Linked DNA regions of Mus musculus: region 1 is linked to region 2. Evidence: chromatin contacts called from public HiChIP or PLAC-seq data. All regions are on one chromosome and are shown on one strand. Each heading gives the region's core, a stretch centred on a gene start, on an enhancer-like site or on the middle of the called end of the contact. The rest is flanking DNA. Distances are from core to core; before and after follow the strand shown. Region 1 has its middle 46 kb from the start of Sox13. Region 2 holds the start of Sox13 (SRY (sex determining region Y)-box 13).

Region 1 (4,110 bases), core at 162-2,661, 47 kb before region 2:
GTGCTCTTAACCGCTGAGCCATCTCTCCAGCCCCCCCAGGCAGACTCTTAACAGAAACTTTATTAAGCTGCCATTGTGGACAAGGCCCGTGGATAATATGTCAGTGAACATTTTGACTGTGTGCCAATAAAACTTTATTTGCAAAACAGGCTACCAGTCTGCTAGGCATAGTTTGCTGACTCCTGGATAACTCATCCAAGCTCCTCAACCCCTCTTCTAGACTCAGTTCCTTAGGACTCCTGACACATGTCCCTCTGCACTCTGAACAGTGCTCCCTCTGCACTCTGAACAGTGCTCCCTGGGTGTCTCTGAGTGGGGAACAAACATCCCCCACCACCTTCCAGTTCTCCTCTTCACATCTGGGTTTTCTCTTCTGTTCTCTCTCTTCTAAGTGACAACCCCAGTTTGTTAGTTGCTAGAGCCAGAAACCCAATTGTGATCCTAGCTTGTTCCTCTTCTCCACCTCATGTACACATTCCATCTATGACCAGTCTGCTTCTAGACTGTCCTCCTGGCCACACCCCCACTGCTACCACGGGGTTAAGCTTGCACCAGCCTGTGCCTGAAATACCGAAACAGTCTCCAGGAGAAAAAAAATGAATACCCTGAGGAAGTTCACATCCTAACCCCAGAGCCTTGGTGTATGTTATCTTATGTTCCAAGGGGACTGTGGATATGTAGCCTAATTAAGGAAGCTTGTCTTAGATCTCTCAGTGTAATCACAAAGGATCAAACGGAGGGAGGTGACAGGGAATCAGTGACCAGGAAGGGGGCATTTGAAGATGGAGACAAGACCACATGGCCCAAGGAACGCCAAAGACATCCAGGTGCTACTGGAAATGAAGGCCAGACTGTTCGCATGGACCTGCAGAAGCAGCCAGCCTGCCTGTCCCTTAACATCAGTCTATTCAGTCTGACTTTGGGTGTCCAATCTCTGGAACTGTAGATAGAACAGCTGTGATGTCTGAAGCCACTAAATTATTACAGCTGCAACAGGAAGTGACCGCATCTCCCAACCAGCTCGTTCATTCCACACCACCCCAAACACAAATGTGACCTATCACTCCCCATGGAGAACACGTCAGTGACCCCTCCTCCACCCGCAGTATAAACTCCAAGCTCCTGGTAAGGCTGCACCATCCACCCCCGTTATGCCTTGACCATAGCCAGTTTTGATGTCATGCTCTTTTGAAATGAACTGGATGCTCTGATAAAAATGCCTTCTTCTCCCCTCCCTCCCCCCCCCCCCGCCCCAAACAATTCTTCTAAGCCTCCTTCAGTTTCTGGCTTGAGTGTCATTTCTAAAAGGAGCTAGCTGGTTCCTGGCCTCTGGGGGCCATTCTGAAGTCAGTCCTATTGAAAGTGACATCATACTGTCGACGAGTGAACCTCTGTGTGGGCGGCCCAGTACACATAGCTCCTGACACGCTGGCTGGTGCAGAGAGGGACTGAATGGAGAGTCAAGGGAGGCTCCCTGGGGTGAGACTGGGGGACTCCATGTCTGTTTTTCCCCTTGAGACAAGTGGGGCAGGGGGGCCCTTGGGGACAGAGAGATGGAGCAGGCCAGGAGGTGGGAGCTGAACTGCCCTCATTTCCCTCTGCTCAGCCCTGGTGGGGAAGATTCTGGAAGGATTGCCAGACAGCACTGCCCCACTGCTACAATTAGCTGAGCCTTTCATTCCTCTCTACAAAGAAGAGCAAGCAAATCAAAGGGAGATAAAAGTGAGTGTCCCACAGAGGACTTTGAGAAGAGGGAGAAGGACCAGGAGGGTGGCGGCAGGACCAGGCAGAGGCAGAGAGAAAGCCCCACAGGACAAACAAAGACGAAAGCCAGCAGATCCCAAGGATCAGACGTGGAGACACACGGACAAGAAGAGACCAGGCCATGTGGGACAGCAGCCTGTCAGCCAAGGAGGAGGGGATGAAGAAAGATAAAAGGCTTGTGTGAATGGCCGGAGAAGAGGGTGGAGAGGGACCCCAAATGGAGTTGGGACAAAGGCGTGAAAGGACAAGACTGCCACTGTCCCAAAAGCCACCACAGAAGACAAAGAGGAGCTGAGACAAAGGCCGAGGGGAGATGGAAGGGAGCCATGTGGCCCTGTATTGGTGACAGGGCTGTCAACGTGAGCACTTATTGTGCTGCCCAGCGCTAAGTAAGGCAGCTGGGAGAGGTCCTCATGGGACTGCCCTCTGTTTAATGCCTGCTTCCTGTTTTTGAACTTTATATCAATGTAATTAAAAAAATAAACAGAAACAAGGTAATGATCAGCTCTCAGACAGGTAGATGGGTCTTTGGCTTCTTTCTCTCAACTTAACTTGTGGGTAGCAGTGCAAAGTCATTGTTAGTGTTGTATAGTATTCCACTGTGTGACTGTGTCAGAGTACTCATCTGTTTGTCTGTCTGGTAAAGGATTTTGGGTTGGACTCACTAGTCCTTATTGGAAACATTAGGCTGAGTGTGCTGCAAGGTTTAGAATAGAAAGTGCACACACACATACACACACACACACACACACACACACACACACACACACTCAGTTCCCCATGCAGGTCTGCTGCAGTGCCCTTAGTCAAACACACTCAAATTTCTTCAAGGACAAGGGTGAATTCACCCTGTAGATAGCTTCTCCTTGGTTATGATTATAAGTTTAGCTTTTAAACTGAGTTTTGAGTTTAGTTTAGTTTTGGGGGCCTTTTGGGTTTCAGAACTAAGATGGAGCAGCTGTGGACCTCCCCATTGCTACGTCTCAGGGATGTTTGTTTTGGAAAATTCTGGCAGAGAGGGATGGATTGGATACTAGGTTAAAGCCGGCCATAGTCAGAAGTTTGGGGTGGGACTCAGAGTTGGCCAAGGGTTCAAGTTCTGACTCTGTGGGAGTAGGGGGACACTGGAGGACAGCCTGGCTGTTGAGCTCACTCCCCTGCTGTGGCTGTTTGGACATCGTAAACTTCTTTGTTTTTCTAACCTCTGCTTGTAATCCTAGGAACTGTTGATTATATTTTCTTGTATGATTTTTAAAAGCTCATTTATTTCTTGTTTCCGCTGGTCCTCTTCTCCTCTGGCTCTGTTCTACTTATCTTGATCGTTCCTTATCTCCATTTTGTCCTTTATAATTTTATATTGCATTCTTTTATCTCATCTTATCTTCTTGTTTTTTTTTTATTGCTATTGTGTTATTTCTTCCTGACTGTGAAGAGACCCCTGGGGTTTGGAGGAGAAAGCTGTGCTGGCTCCCCCCTCCTCCCCTCCCCGGAGCCAGTGTGCTCTGTGCCTGGGAAAGTTTCCTCCCCTGGGGAAATTCCTGAATGGTGGGGAGCCTCAAAATTTAAGTTCAAGCCTTAACTATTAATTGGTGGTGGGACTTTTGAAGGCTTGGGAAACGCCTGGGCTCCGGAGCAGGAAGCTGTTACAAGTGGCAGGGATTTAATTTTAAGCAAATAATTCTTTGTTCCAGACCAGGAATATCGAGGACACAGCGTGAGCACCCCTTCCTGTCTGCTGAACAGTATTCCTCTCTCGCCAGCTCTCTGAGTTTGCTGAGGTGAGGCTTGTAATGATGGTGAGGCTGAAGCGACACCACTGCAGCCCTTCCCCTGGTGTCTGGCTCTCCGTGTCTGTACTGGTGTAGGAAACCCTGTGTGCACACCTTCAGGGAAGAGTAATAAAGGCTCCTTTCTAGCCATTGCCATTGGACCTCAGAAAAGAAAAAGAAGCTACCCAAAGGATGGCTAGGCCTCCCAGTCTAGCAGAGCTGCCCTCCAGCAGCCAGGACACAGTGACCTTAAACCAAGAGGGGTGCTGGGGTCTTCTCCCTGGGCCTTGGTAGACTGAAAGGCTTTGGGAGGAATCAGTTTGTGTTGGGGCAGGGGTGGGGGTTGGGGGGAAGCAGGTTACAAGTATAGCTCGGAGCTGGGCTTTGCAGATTCTTCTGTCCCCACACTACCGACTCCAAACGGGGGAATGAGACCTGCAAGTGGCTGTCAGTGCCTGGGGGCTCAGGGTCCCCTCACAAAGGACTGAAGTCTCCTTTTCCTGAGGAGTGGAGAGGTGGGAAACAGGCAAGGCCAGAGCCGTCAGTAGCCTCCAATCCGACCGCACCAGGACTCCTT
Region 2 (4,312 bases), core at 1,185-3,684:
GGTCATAAGAAAGACCTAGCATCCTTCATTAGTTTCCTCCCTCCACTTACTGTCTCTAGCTGCCCACCCCCCACATCTAAAATGATGCCAAGGATACTGGTGCCACAAAGTCAGTAAGGTGGCACCAGACATTTTATGGGAAAACAGTGCCATGTCAGCAGCAGACACTTCATAGCTTAATTTGGTGGCAGTGACTGGGAGGGCTGTGTTAGAAATGAACTGCCAGGCGGTGAGTGATGGAGACAGGAGCATGCACTTCTAGGCTCCCTGTTGTTGTTTTTAGAGATGCCAAGGTTTTTATTTTGTCTTAACTTATTATGCTGTTATTATTGTTGATGATGATGATGACAGTGTCTCACTATGTAGATCAGGCTACTTCCAAACTCATAGAGATCTACCTGCCTCTGCTTCCTGAGGCTGGGGTTAAAGGAGAGTAACTGCACACCCAGTTCAAACTCCATTCTTGTCTGTCTCCATCTGCTGTAGCTAATGGCAGGGACAGGGAGGGGCCCACAGAGAAGTGCACCACTGAAGCTGACCAGGGGCCAGAGGGAAACCACAAGATATGGGTGCACAGACATGCTGTCTGGGAGGAGAGAAAGAAGGTGGCCCTTGGATAATTCTTTCCTGGCTTCTGAAATGATCCCACCCAGTCTCCCTAAAACCATACCCTCAACAGTTACCATTGGCCTTTCCCATCTGCTTTCCCACACTCTAGCCCTACCTTGGCTCAGGTCTTCATCCTTCCTTCTGAAGCTCCTCATTGGCCAACCTCTGTACCTCAGCTACACTGATTGCACCAGAGCCCTGCTTAGAACCCCTTTCTTTGTAAAGAGCTAACTGATAAACACGAATGTATTATGGGCCTCCTCTTTGCCAAGTCCCATCTAGACACATAGGATCTAACCATGAACAAGAGGCACATCCCTCCCTGTCCCAAAGAGTTTACCATCTCAATGTCACAGTGTAGACAGGCAAATGACCTGTGGGGTTCTCAGAGCCCATGGATGGAGCTCCTGGCCATGATTTGATCCTCAAAGATTGCCTGAGAAGCTGGTACCAGACAGAGACCCAAAAGACAGAAGACTATGGAAGAGTTGTCACCCAGGCAGGGAAGCAGGGACTGATGAAATGCATGCATCCTGTGGAAGCTTCCTGCTTGGCCACCACTCGAGAGGGAGAGGGTCATACAGTCCCACAATGGGCGTTCCTTCAACCAGCCCTGCTCCCACAGGTCTTCAAGACGTACTTCAAACTGTGGCCTTTCTAAGGAGACTCTGATCCAAGTCCCCATAGCTTAGCATCCTTGGTAGACCCTATGGCTCTAGCACTTTGTAGAATTAGAGTCTTCACAACATGGGAATCCAGAAAGGGCTGCCACTGTGTCATTCATCTTGGTGATCCCTGGCATCTGCTTGGGTCAGGTTTGGTGTAGACATTTAATAGATGGGCCGAATGAGGAGAAACCCTTCTTCAAACAAACCTTCCTCCTAAACGGGGCAGGAAGAAAGGAAGGACTTGTTGGAGAAATTCTAAAAAGGACAGGGCTAGGGAGTGGCTAGACATTAGGAAGCTGTCAGAGATCTGATCGCATCAAAGCAGGTCTCTCCTTGCCCTCAGGTTGGTTTCAAATTGAGATCCTCCTGCCTCAGCTTCCCAGGTATTATAGGCATGAGCCACTCCCAGCTCCAAGGGCAGTTCTCAAGGAGCATGCCTTTAATCCTAGCACCCTGGAGGCAGAGCCAAGCAGGTTTCTGTGAGTTCGAGGCCAGTCTGATTTACCAGTGAGAAAAATAAAGTTCAATCTCGGGTCTCTGGAGGAGGCTGTGAACTGGACTTGTTAAAAGGAATGAAAATTCCCCATAGTAACTCTCAAACCTGGGTCGAGGGGACTAGGCAGAATTCACCTTCCTCCCCCTATTTTCTCTATCCAGTGGGTCACTACATCTCCACAGGTCTCACTCTGGAGAACCTCTGCTGTCCCCTTCCCAGCACAGGTCTCCAGCTGTTGAGGCCTGGCTGGACCAGCTGCTGGGAGGAGGAGGAGGAGGAGGAGGAGGAGGAGGAGGAGGAGGAGGAGGAGGAGGAGGAGGAGGAGGAGGAGGAGGAGGAGGAAGCTCTGTCCCTCCCTCCTCCATCTCCACACCCTCCCTCCTCCCCCGCCCGCTCGCGCCCTCCCTCCCTCCCTCCCTCTTTCTCCTCGGAGGCTGTCGGAGTGGCTTTCGCAGAAGCGAGCGGCGAGCGCCCTGCTCCAGTCCCGCCTGGGAACTGAAGTGTACGAGCGCGGCTCCTGGAAGCCGAGCTCCGGAGCGGCCGGCGGAGGTCGAAGGCCGAGGCGGCGCGCTCAGCTTCGGAGGCCCTGGCTTTGGACCCAGCGGGCTCGGAGCTGCGCGGAGGAGCAGAGCGCACTGCCCGCCGGCCTGGCGGGCGCAGCGGCCGCGAGTCCGGGAGCCGGACTGCGGAAGGGAACACGGCGGCGGCCAGCCGGGGGCAGAGGGCAGAGTGCCGAGCGGCCTGGCTCGGAGGAGGGCGCCGCCCGACCCGTCCTCAGCTCGGCGACCGTGGCCAGCGGAGCCCGGCGGGCCGCGGGTCCTGAGCGCTTCCAGCCCACGGCGGGGGGCGTGCCTCCGCCCGGCCGCGCCGCCCCGGCCCGCTGCCCGCCGCGTTGCCGGGGCATGTGAGCGGGAAGGCCAGGCTGCTGGCTGCCGGGACGCACTGAGCAGAAGCCGGAGCGCGGAGTTGCGACCCCGGGCCCGCGCCCGACCGATTAGTAAGTGCGCCCCTTCGCGCCGCGCGCCCCATCACCCCAGCCTCGCGAAGTTTGACACGCGCGCCCCCGCGTTCCTAGGGACACGCTGGCTCTCTGCCGCGCGACTTTCCATCTTGGGCAAAGTTTTTGCCAGGCGGAGCCGATCCTACCAGACCCCTCACAACGCCGGCCGGTGGCGCCGCGCTGATCCCGCGTCCTTTTGGAGGGCAGTGGCTACAGGCCGTTGGGGGTGGCGTGCGCGCGCCACGCGAGCCGGGCTTCGGGGGTCCTCTACCCGCCCGCCCTTTGCGACCCGCCGGCCTTAGGTCTTTCGCCCCAGCCTGACCAACGCTCCCAGTTTAAGCACTCCCAGCCTGAGCTTAGATGTCCCCGTGCGAGCCCCACGTGGGGCTCGGGTACCCGCAACGCGGAGCTCCGGTCCCGGGGTGCATTGGGCAGCCGGGGTTCAGCGCGCGCCCTTCCCACGGCTCCGGTTCATTCCCCGCGGACCAGCCGGGCGCCGCCTCCCATTTTTTCAGCCCTTGCTGCTCTTCACTCCAGCCTGCCCCTTGCCACCCCTGCGTCCCACGGTGGAGTGTCGGAGAAGCGCCTTTCAGCCCCTTTCACTGTAGAAATAAATTGATCACAGGACTGATGGGATGGGGGTGGGGGGTGGTCGCGTAGTCCCAGCGGTTCGCCATTGTTTTCCCATCCCACGTTCGGTACGTAAACACACACTCACGCGAGTGTGTGTGTGTGTGCGTGCGTGTGTTTGCACGCGCCAGCTGCGGCTGCTCAGATTCCCCAGGAGCTCTAGGGTCGCCCGCGGGATCTCCCCGCAACCAACCTACATGTCCTGGCAGGAGGTGCCTCATTACTTGAAGCTGGGGGGGGAAAGGCACGGAGAGTGGGAGCTGTCCCAGAGTCCTTGGCGAGGCCGGGGGTCCGGCTTGGGCTGGACGTGAATTTTGAACTTCAGCCTTGGATCATTCCGGGAGGACCCCGGGCGCTTGAGCGGTGGCTCTAGCCTGGGAGGGTCCCCAGCAGCTGGCGCTCTTGGCAGCATCTCCGTGACAAGAGCTTAGAGGAAACTGAGGAGTTTTCCTGGGAAGTTTGCTTTAGCTCTGTGGGAATTTCCGGGCCCGGCGCCTTAGCGCTGGCGCTGGCAGAGGGGTCTGACCTAAGGCAGTCAGTCAGTGATGCTGCCACTCCGAGCAAGGTTCCCAGAGACCCTGTTTCCAACTTCTTGATGCGGTAGGAAGTCCCTCACTGTGTGCTAGATTCAACACACTTGGGTCTTGTTCTTGACCGAGATGGGTCGCTTGATCCTGGCGATGTCCAAACATCGCCTGTACTTTCTCAGTTTAAAAAAAGGGCGGATCTGTGCTTCTATCTTTGAAGCTGGTGTATGTTGATGGTTTGAAGGATGCTGGTTTGGAAGGCCTGTACCACGGAACGCCAGATAGCCTTGTAGTTAGAACCAGGAAGCTAAGCTGGAGTTGTACAGTAGTGCAGCCGCTGGTGGTGCCACCGAAGGCAATTTGACCCACCTCCCTTGCTCAG

Evidence for each region. HiChIP or PLAC-seq counts read pairs in DNA pulled down with a chosen protein or histone mark.
Region 1: a contact with region 2 is called in an H3K27ac HiChIP or PLAC-seq map of heart atrium, with 19 read pairs. The contact joins the enhancer-like site here to the promoter of Sox13 in region 2. A contact is called at or near these places in 4 of 39 promoter capture datasets (cranial neural crest, embryonic stem cells, frontonasal cranial neural crest and 1 more), 18 of 484 Hi-C or Micro-C datasets (LSK cells, the P5424 cell line, adipose-derived mesenchymal stem cells and 13 more), 16 of 115 datasets of contacts at active chromatin or transcription factors (the HPC-7 cell line, differentiating embryonic stem cells, embryonic brain and 11 more) and 2 of 9 other capture datasets (adipose tissue and pancreatic islet).

Annotation. Positions count from the first base shown.
Region 1 is chr1:133,468,167-133,472,276 of GRCm38.p6, reverse strand. No RefSeq gene overlaps it. Among named protein-coding and RNA genes, the nearest start is that of Sox13, 46 kb to the right of the region's middle. Within about 2 kb of position 1,411, at least 70 of the 459 cell types and tissues checked have an H3K27ac peak or open chromatin away from gene starts, as enhancers often do. A contact at or near this core is called in adipose tissue, adipose-derived mesenchymal stem cells, embryonic fibroblasts and 5 more, where this site is marked.
Region 2 is chr1:133,422,334-133,426,645 of GRCm38.p6, reverse strand. It overlaps Sox13 (SRY (sex determining region Y)-box 13), which reads left to right and starts at 2,434. Exons shown (of 14, transcript NM_011439.2): 1 at 2,434-2,770.